Regions from separate parts of the Acanthopagrus latus genome. Here region 2 is linked to region 1. Evidence: chromatin contacts called from public Hi-C data. All regions are on one chromosome and are shown on one strand. Each heading gives the region's core, a stretch centred on a gene start, on an enhancer-like site or on the middle of the called end of the contact. The rest is flanking DNA. Distances are from core to core; before and after follow the strand shown.

Region 1 (5,211 bases), core at 1,485-3,984:
AAAATTAAATACACCAGGCAACTGCAGCCAGTGAGTGTATGAACTTGAAGGGGAGGTTTTGATGTGATCGAGCAAGCTATCTTTTGTTTCTATCATGGACCACACACACAGTTCTATGCTTTAAGTGTGTCATAGACATGTCATAACCTCACAGTCATTCACACACATCCGGAACAGAGGGAAGTAAAAACAGACAGTGAATTAAAAACATGCATGCTCTTTGTACAGTTGTACTTGGACATTGGCAACGCTTGGTGATAAATGTGTTTTGATCTGGTTTGAAATGTAAAAAAAAAAAACAAGTTTCAAACACAACTATAACATTACTGCTCAGATTCTGACCTTCGATATCGGGCTCTTCTTGGACCCAGCGGTTTGCGAGTTGCCACAGCAGCAGCAAAGCTGACAAGGCAGCAGAGGGATGAGGCACTGAGCTTGGCTGTGTCCATCCAGTCCAAGGCAGCAGTAAAGTAGCTCTCAGCCAGGTAGAGGCACAGGATGACGAACCACAGGACAGAGGCCACCGCATCAATTCTCCTCAACCTGAAAATGCATCGACAGGTGAGCCTGCAGAGTTTGTCTGACTACCCCCTTGGAAAGGAAAGGAAATAACAGAGGTGGTGACTGCTTACCTCACAGGCCCTGCAAAGAAGATAGCAGTGAGACAAGTCAACAGGCCAACAGAGACTACAGCCAGCTGGTTGTCTCTTCCGAACTGCCACACCAGCTTGGCATTTTCTTGAGCCTTGTCTGGGATCAGCCCCAGCAGACTCTGCCACACAGGCACGCCTCCACTTCTTTCTTTGTCGGGGGTGGATTCGTTGGAGGGCTTGGGCTTTGGTGGAATGACCCCGCCACTTAGTGTCTGCGGGCCACTGGTTGAAGTATGCTGGTCCGGCAATTCACCGAAAAATGTGGAAACTAGGAAAGCACATATCAGGAAGCCGAGGACCCGTAAGAGGATGACCCCCATGGGAGAAGAAGTAGAATAGGAGCTCTGTGGGAAAGAGAATGTTTTTTTTAATTGAGACCGTTAATATTTTTATGACACATGAAAGTCTACAAGGTGCACAAAAATAATGCTGACATATTATATTAAGAAAAGGCAAAAATACATATATTGGGAAAGTAAAGATGATGTGCAGATGTGCATTTTCACTTGAACTCTCAAACTGTCAAAAAGAATACCACAATCTTTTCTGTGCTTCGTGTAAATTTGACTTTGGAGTGCACTGACCTTTACAAAGCCCTTGTCGGATTCCCGGCTGCGTCGAAGCTGATGGTTTAGGAGCACTGTTCGAAGTTGCCTGTTTTGATATTTGATGTAGTACTCCACAGCTGTCTGACATGGCCTGCATAACTTGTAGGTCTGCTCAAGGTGGTGCTTGTAAGCCTCAATTTCCTCATCGTAGTTCTCCTACAGAAAAAGCAATGATACATTTAGTGTTGTCAATCATGATAGCGATGATGATGGCGTCATAGTGAGAAGAAAGGAGCACAGTACTTACATCGTCCCTTGGGATAAATGAGGCCAACTGCTTGATCTTTACAGACTGATTGGTATTGCACTTCCTGCAGAGCAGCATCTGACAGTTGACAAACTGCAGAGCCTTGGGTGTCTCAGATGAGGGAAGGCCACCAGATACTCCATGGTTCAGGTGCTCCATGTACTGAGCTGGGATGGGTTTGTTGTAATCCCCATTCTGAAAACAAGACAGATCAACACAAGATTGTTATAAAGGCTCAAAACCTACATCACATACATCAAGAAAAAAGTTTACAGATATGCAAAGACTTCAACCTTGGAAACTCACCTCCTGGAAGCCATTATACTGGTCACAGTTGGGACAGTCCCAGCAGTTCCTGTTCCCATAGGGCACCACTGTGTTCTGATTACAGAACCAGCAGTTCACGTTTGCATGGGTCGGCTTCTTCCTATATAAAAAAAACAAATAAATGCGGAGTTCTTACACGATGCAACAAAACACTGTTAATTAACCCGAAGGTGCATTTGTGACGTGCAGATATTTCCCACAATGTGCGTCGCTGAGGTGGATAATGAGTTAGTTAAGTTGAGTGGACAGGCTAAACCTTGTCAATCTGCGAGAAGTTTGCGGTGTTATTTCAGTGATGCGTAGACACAAAACACTACAATACCGTGATGTGTCATAAATCCTATACACGGTACACAACAAACAGTTAAAATACGCGCATAAACATTGCAAAAACTATTCGTCGTAACGCGAGTGGCACACAACTACCATCAGGTTACTTAGCACCACGGCTAGCAAAGTTAGCAGTCGTGCTAGCATGTACAAAGGTACGACTTTTGTAGCATAGGGAATGTATTTGTACGTTTACCGTTTGCAAAATTACTTCTTGATAATCACATTTATGAACCCGCGGAGATAATTTCAAACACTGTTGACAAACTTGTAGTACAGTTAACGTGGATCTAGCTGAAAACATACGCGCGGTACAAAACCTGCAACTTACCTGGTGAGAATCTTGTATATCAGCGCTCCGCCGGCGACGACCGCTGTAGCTCCGACCCCGCTGTACATTAGCTCGGGATACTCCAACAGAAGTTGATTAAACGCCTCCATTTCCACCGAAACTAGCAGTAAATAAACCAGCAAAACATGAGAAATGTAGTGTAACAGTACCGCTAAACACGGCGCGAGAGCGCACGCGGCAAGAGGATCCCCTTTTGTTAACGCCCATGAAACGGAAGCGGAATACGTGTCATCGCTTGGACTCGTTCCAATATGTTTTATATTCGTTCTTTTCGACTTTACTGTTCACTAAAATCACTCATTATTAAACTGTATCATATAAAATATATATTTTTATCATGTTTGGGTGCATTGATTTATTCTAAATACATATCCACCACATTGGTTTGTTTCTAAGCAACACGTAGTGTAGTAGAAAGGGGGGGGGGGGGGGTATGATAGTGTTGGAACGTGGCAGGGGACCGTTCCTGTCATATTTTCTCTCGCTTGCTTTAAAATCCTGATACGGGATTTTAAAAAAATCAATCAAATTATTATTTTCAATAGCAATTACCCTCGGAGACATTAGTTACAGATGTATTTTCATCCTATCGATGTGGTTTAACAGAAATGATATCTAATGTCATGACAAAAACACTGACGTGACTGACATTAATATCCTCAAGTCAGACAGAATGCTTGATCTTTAATGCTAAACCTGCCCTATTCAAAAGTGTTAAGAGATAACTTTTACCGTGATTTGGAGTTGAAATAAAAAATACAATGGACTGGGCTAAATGGCAAATGGAGATAAAAACAGAAAACAAGAAAAACAATAATAACAATAATGAGAGTATTTGATGAAAAAATAGCATTTTATTTTTAACAAACATGATGTATTTCACATCAGGTAAACATTCAAATAACACGGAAAACCCGATCAGTGCTTCACTGTCACAAACTATTGCATAGCAGCTCGAAAAAAAGGAATAAAACCAGAGAAAAGAAATAAATAACATAAAAATACGAACATAAATGCCTGCCAACAATATTGGCAATTATATATAAATATTAAAACAATCAAATGTAAAAAAAAAAAAAAAAAAAAATTAAATTAAGTAATTGTTTAACATAGGGGGCATCAACTAAGCCTCAGACTTAAACTAGCCGTCTTCCAGCAGTTCAGACTTGGTCTGTGACATTTCTGAAGCATAATGTAGAGCGCTGACAATAATTAATCTCCATATGAAGCAGAAACCAATTCAGAAACAAACAAATTCATAACCAGCTCATTTAACGTTTTTTTGTTGTTGTTTTTTTTGTTTTGTTTTTTTTAAACAGCGAGGACATTGAATACTCATCAAACTACTAAATAATTAACTTTACCTGACACATGAATGACAGCCGAACTGAAATGATGAAACAGGTGAACTTTGAGTCAATGATGGCTGTCAGTGGCACAAACAAACCAAAATCTCACATGTCGAACCGGTGAGGGAGCGGCGCCTCCGCCTGCCGCGCGTAGGAGGTGAACTGCTGGTAGCTGCACGGCACGGAGACGGTGCCTCCATCCGGGCTCATCGGCTGGGTCACTCCGCCGTAGGGACACCCGTTGTGGGGGACCAGCACGGGCGGGTGGCGGTGGTAAGCGGCGTAGGCGGTGTGGTGGAAGTGGGGTGGCGGGCAGTAGGAGCTCACCGGGGGGCTGGGGGACATGCTGCGGGGTGCCGGGTATCCGCTCTGGGACAGACCCCAGGAGCTCACGTAGGGCTGCAGGTAGAGATGCTCGGGGTACTCCGCGGGGCTCCCGCTCAGGTAAGGCACGCTCGCGGGTCTGAAGGGCCTCCTCACCCTCCTCCTCCGCCGGTAGTTCCCCTTCTCGAACATGTCCTCAAACGCGGGGTCCAGCATCCAGAAGTTGCCCTTCCTGTCCGCTCCGCTCTCCCTGGGCACCTTCAGGAAACATTCGTTAAGTGAAAGGTTGTGTCTGATGCTGTTTTGCCAGCCTTTTTTATTCCTCTCAAAGTACGGGAACTTTTCGACGATGAAGTCGTAAATCCCGGCCAGAGTCAGCCTCTTGTCCCGGCTCTCCTTGATGGCCATGGCGATGAGAGCCACGTAGGAGTACGGCGGCTTCTCCAGCTGCTCGGAGTCCCGCGCACCTTCGGGCTCAGGTGGGGGCGAGTTGGAGCTGATGTCCAGGAGCTGCACGCCCTGGTCGGCGGGGGGTTTCTCCTCTGCGTCCATGGCTCAGGTGTCCGCTTGTGCTGGAGCAAAAAGAAGAAGTAGTTGCAGTGTGCCGCTCAGCAAGGCAGCGCAGTGAGTGTCCGCAGGTGCACACACTCCTCCCACAGGTGCAGCGCGCAGCACCCAGCTCCTGCTTTCATCTCGCCGATTTCTCACACAGTTGATGCCACCGCGAGAGATTTCTGAGCGGCATGTTTATGCCGAAGCACCGTGTTGTAACTTTAATCCAAATATTCCCACTTTGGAGTGAATCCATCAAAGGCTACCCCGCAGAGCCTTTTTAACATTATTGCAACATTTGCCCCCGGAGGTCACATGCTGTCTCTTATTAACAGCGTTTACTGGTTAAAAAAAATGACAGTTACGATCAACTTGCAGTTTAATAATCGATTAATGATAACAGACAATTTGGCGTTTAGAGATTTGACAATTTAATTCTTGACAGTTTTTAAATGTTTGTGATCTCCAG
Region 2 (5,211 bases), core at 1,983-4,482, 130 kb before region 1:
GGGGGTCGTTGCCGCTGCGGGTGATGCAGACCAAACCAAAGCGGCCCACGATCTCAGCAATGTCTTCCTGCTTCCACATATTGGGGATCCCAAAGGACTCCAGCACATCGGCCCCACATAGCAACATCAGCTGAGGGAGGTCTGGACACGAAGAGAGGAGAGTTTATCGTAACGCATCCCACTTGTACTTTGTGTTTCGTCTTAATCTTAAAGGTTACAAAGTGCGTGAAAGGAAATAAAAAAGAACAATAATAAAAGACAGACAATAAGATATTAAGAGAAGATTAAGAGATTCCCACGCTTCAAACTTTTTTTGTCACCAGTGTGGAGAATGTTGGAGGATACTTGGCTGCTATGTTCACAGTTTGTGTCACTGATACATTGAGGCCTACGTAATGCTGTCTGACATGTGTTTTTAATGTTAGTGGTGTGATGGTGTGACACACACCACACCATCACACCACACCTTCAAGTCATTGTCTCCTGTTCCGAGTTAAGATGAATACAGTAAATGATGAATACAGTGAGCAGGATGAGACTTGCTGCTCGTCTGAAATCAGGGACTGGAAGAGGGAGGAGTTGACTGAGAAAACAATACTTAAGTTTCTGAGCATATGCGTTAGTGACCCACCTTTCCTTTTGTGTTGAGATGAACCCTCAAAGTTATTCTCTTCTATACGTCTCTTTTTTGCGTACTTGACAGTGTCCACATCATCGTTGTTCTCCTCGGCTGCAAGAAGGTCCTCATAATGATGCCTAAACGGATACAGACATTTATTATCACAGCATCCAAATACCTGATTTTTTTTTTTTTTTTACATATAAGACTTTCTTCATTTTTGTCATTCAAATTACACCTTACAGTGCAGATTGGATTTTTTTTTCTTGCAGTTGTCTCAGCATATAACAGGATAAAACAGCAGCAAGTATTTGCATGAAAATAAATAAATAAAATGTGTAAACATAACATACTATTTAGAATATAAAATATATTGCACGTGTATTATCATATTATACTATATTACTATCCAGTGAAGCAGTCCTGAGTGGGTGTGACACCCAACTGCACACCGTTTCCCTTACAGGAAACATTAGTCATAGTGGCAGAATATCAGTCAGTATCCAACCAAAACACTTCTTCACACTTTTGGATGCTACAGATTAGTCCTTTAGGAATCAAACAAAATAAAGCCCTCTAACTTTTCTTGCGATTGCGTTTTGCACAATATGTCACTTATTTACCGTCGGAAAATGTATTTAGTCTTTGTGCAAAGTACAAATGCTGTATGAACAGCATAGTTGACACAAAAGTTCCGCTGGCATCTGTAGGACACAATCATTTGTTAACATCTGTTCAAACATAACAGCACCAATCGTCACGTGCATTTAAGCACCACGTCAGATCTTAAACTGCTGGAGGGGCTGCTTGTAAATCATTACTTTAACAGTAATTTCTTCTGTCTTCAGTTACGTCAAGAGAGAGGATGAATGGGCTGCCTGAGGTGTAGCCACTGGGGAAGAATTAGAGGAAAACGGAAAACAGCGAGCAGGGAAAATCTGATACAGAGCTGACAGGAATTCTCTTAGATTCCTTGGCAGATTTCCTTGAACTTATCATAGCAGCTGAACACAAAAGACACTCCTTGGCTTCAAGGTAGCAAAACAGGGGCACAGGCACTCACAACAAATGAGAACCGTCAACTTACCGAACAACTTTTGCCGTCTCCAGCCACTCTGACTGAAAGCTCTCCCAGGAATCTACTGTGATCCAGTCTGAGTACTCTGTGGCCAATCGAGCCATCTCCAGACGGTGGCAGGCCTCAATCAGTCCTTTCTTCTTGTAGGCATCACCCACCGGAGAGATGATGCCTCTCACCACCCTGTACTGGCCTTAGAATAACACATTTATGTTTCAGTAATAATAATCTGATACTGTGTGTAAAGATTGCTTTTCCTTTTTTGTTTTTTTAACAACTTATTTTTTCATTTTTCAATAACAAAAACATTGACATCATTGGTTAATTTTTTTTATTTTTTTTTGTTGTTGCTGGTAATAATGACCCTGTTTACACATTTACAGATGGCTGCTCAATCGTTCTATTTCTGTTTCTTTAAGTATGTGCATGGTGAGATACCAGAAATAAATTTAAGCCATGTTTTGCTAATCAAGGTGAACAACCACTTTAAAGCAACATTATGCAATGTTCCCCCTAAAAATAACAGCTTCAGAATCATTTTGATGATACAGTGTCTTGCAACAGGCTGAATTATGATTATTTCTGCACTATGCAACTTCAGTGAGAGGGCAGGATCACAGCTTTGCATGCACGTTTAACATACAAGTTTTCGACACATCACATTGTTATGACATAATGAGTTTTGTTTGTAGTTAGCACCTGCAATATTACCTGGCTAACTGTTGCAGACCTGGGATTTGTATTCACGACAGGGTTGTCACACCCAGAAACTGTGGGGAGCGTCAATTCTCACAAGATAATAATTGCTACATAATGGTGCTTTAAAACAAAACAACAGAAACATCACTGCAACAGGGTATTATTCCGATTTCACTGCACCTGTTTCCTCTAGATGATCTCGGGCCAGTTCAAACATCCTCAGGTGCATGTTGGTGATGGGGTTGAAGGACCCGCAGCACAGAAGAACCACTTTGGTTGTATTGTGATCCTCCATGCCTCATTCTGGGGCGAGGTTAGCACTACAGCAGCACACATGGAGAGGAAAGCAAAGACTGAAGTTAGTTGCTGTGGCTAACATGTAAAAACACTGCCACTGAGGGGAGGCTCTGTCCGCTACACCAGAGCGACTGACTATGTGTTAGTTACTAATCGAAACTCGAAGAAGAGTTAGCTGAATCCAACGTTAGCGCCATCATTGCATCATGAACAGTAGCTAACGTTAGCTCTCTCTGTAACCAGGCAACGCGAGTTTGCCACCGAAATGATCGTGCAGGTTGCTCAAACACACAAAACACGGTCACGATAGGCTGCAAATGAGGCGTAGAGTAACGTAAATATTCGTTTTACTACCAGGAGACACAGCGACAGTCAGGTGCTCTGGATGGAATGATACGCCGACTTCCGGTACTGACGCGTTAAAATGAAGGAATCTGATTGGGCAGGAGATCGACCAGGAAGCAGACAGCCGCACCCGCAGTCTCGAGCTACGTTCACAATCACAAATCCCGAATCCGTAAACGCCTCAAGAAACACTGAAGACTTTGTAACCATATTTAAAAGTGGTTATTTCTCAACGAATCACAATTTAAGGATTTAGATTAGATTCTCATGTGCACTCGTCAAGCGTGTGCAAATATTTCAGTTATCGGACGACTGGTTTAAAACTGTTTACAAAGTGAGACCTGGTGAGATGTTTTCTTTTAGCATGCAAGCTAGCTAGCTAGCTAACTAAACAACTTTCAGTCATATAACGCTGTGTGAGCCTCCAGTAAACAGCTCAATCCATAGTTTCTCAGTAAACTTGGTGTCTGGCTACCTGTTGAACACTGTTGAACAGTGTTGCTGTAATGACAGCTCAGACAACGCCATCCTACCCCTACGCTGTCTAAATAGCATGCTAGGTTGACGTTTGTTATTCGTGGCATACAACATACTGCTGCATATTTGTCATTGTATATTCTGTGTTGTGTCCTTCATAGGTGTTATATACGACTTGAACTAAGGATGGCTTCTCGCGGGAAATCAGAGACTGGAAAGTTGAGGCAAAACATGGAGGAGCAGCTTGACAGACTGATGCAGCAGCTTCAGGATCTGGAGGAATGCAGGTGCACTGTAGAGAAATGCATTAAATCCATGTGATGTAGAGGGTCTTTACCAAATCAGTAAACATGACTGCTTTAGCTTGATGATGATCTAGTCTATGTCAGTTAGTATTTGTATTAGGGGACGACTGATTAGGGCCAATACTGATTGTTAGAAATCAAGGAGACTGAAAAATGCAATTTGAGACCGATGTTCATTTGCAGTAAAAATTCAAACCTGTCAAGATTTCAAACAATCAGTGATTGAATAAACCCTAGTACAATTTTAAGGTACTTTACTTCAGTGGTTCAATTTTCTACTACTTTATACCTCCTCTCCACTACATTTATTTGAAGGTTTAGTGTCTAGTTACATCATTTGAGTGTTTCTAGGCTATTGGTTGTGAAGTGTAATCAATCAGATGTTATTGTGGGCAGAGCAATGTGTGAGACGATGCCACACATCAGACAGTCTGACAGGAAAATCACAGATAACGATAATGGGAAAATGCTGAATGATGGCCTTGATAATCGGCCAGGACAGATAATCGGTTCACCAATAATTTCTATATATTTTCCTGTCAGGTTCTCATCCTTTTATTTGTTTATTCCAGAGAAGAGCTGGATGAGGAGGAGTACGAGGAGACAAAAAAGGAAACCTTGGAACAGTTGAGTGAATTCAATGACTCCCTGAACAAGATCATGACGGGAGACATGACACTTGTAGATGAACTCAGTGGAATGCAGCTGGTACGGACAATCTTTGGATGGATAATGCAGTTCATGCGAATCAATCCAGTGTGAGCAATGATTTTCAAAATGTTGCTAATTTTCCAATGTGCGTGTGTCTTCTTCAGGCGATCCAAGCTGCCATCAGCCAAGCGTTCAAGACCCCAGAGGTGATCCGACTTTTTGCTAAGAAGCAGCCAGGACAGCTGAGGACCAGACTAGCAGAGGTTTGCACTACACAGACAGTCATAGATTATATATTTGATGCAGCTGCTTAGTCACTCCACAGTGTTGGTATCTGTGTGTTGCATGGCCTGAAAATTATCTAACTAGTGTGCGACATTCTGTGCAGATGGACCGAGACGTCATGGTGGGGAAACTGTCACGGGATGTGTACACGCAGCAGAAAATGGAAATCCTCACAGCCTTGAGAAAACTTGGAGAGAAGGTGAGGAACGCTCGCTGCAGAGATGTGTTTTTTTTTGTTTTTTTTCTCGACAGATGGATGATTCAGAGGCTTGTGCCCATAAATCCTCCTGAAGCAGCTCTGACTTATTTTAGTCATGTAGCTGTCACTAGGCTGACAGTCCAGATGCTACAGCAGGCCTAAATCTCACTTCAGACGGAGCTGTAACAATTAAATCGCATTACAATTGTCGGATCAAAGCTTGAATTAACAGTGCACTATCATTTGTTTCCGGCTG

Evidence for each region. A called contact is a pair of places that touch in the nucleus more often than the background predicts.
Region 2: a Hi-C map of muscle shows a contact between it and region 1, with 4 times the contacts expected there. The contact joins the promoter of lzic here to the promoter of tmem201 in region 1. A contact is called at or near these places in 2 of 4 Hi-C or Micro-C datasets (liver and muscle).

The regions. Positions count from the first base shown.
Region 1 is chr7:17,488,975-17,494,185 of fAcaLat1.1, reverse strand. It overlaps tmem201 (transmembrane protein 201), which reads right to left and starts at 2,734. Exons shown (of 11, transcript XM_037104892.1): 1 at 2,497-2,734; 2 at 1,815-1,935; 3 at 1,509-1,703; 4 at 1,238-1,417; 5 at 633-997; 6 at 343-543. The coding sequence starts at 2,606. It overlaps foxl2l (forkhead domain-containing protein), which reads right to left and starts at 4,913. Exons shown (of 1, transcript XM_037104559.1): 1 at 3,352-4,913. The coding sequence starts at 4,742. The coding sequence ends at 3,972.
Region 2 is chr7:17,622,392-17,627,602 of fAcaLat1.1, reverse strand. lzic (protein LZIC) reads left to right here and starts at 3,232. Exons shown (of 7, transcript XM_037103206.1): 1 at 3,232-3,372; 2 at 3,677-3,802; 3 at 4,393-4,528; 4 at 4,636-4,734; 5 at 4,860-4,955. The coding sequence starts at 3,702. It overlaps nmnat1 (nicotinamide/nicotinic acid mononucleotide adenylyltransferase 1), which reads right to left and starts at 3,181. Exons shown (of 5, transcript XM_037103203.1): 1 at 3,048-3,181; 2 at 2,577-2,716; 3 at 1,707-1,890; 4 at 632-756; 5 at 1-141. The coding sequence starts at 2,691. LOC119022403 (a long non-coding RNA gene) reads left to right here. Exons shown (of 3, transcript XR_005075904.1): 3 at 1,468-1,694.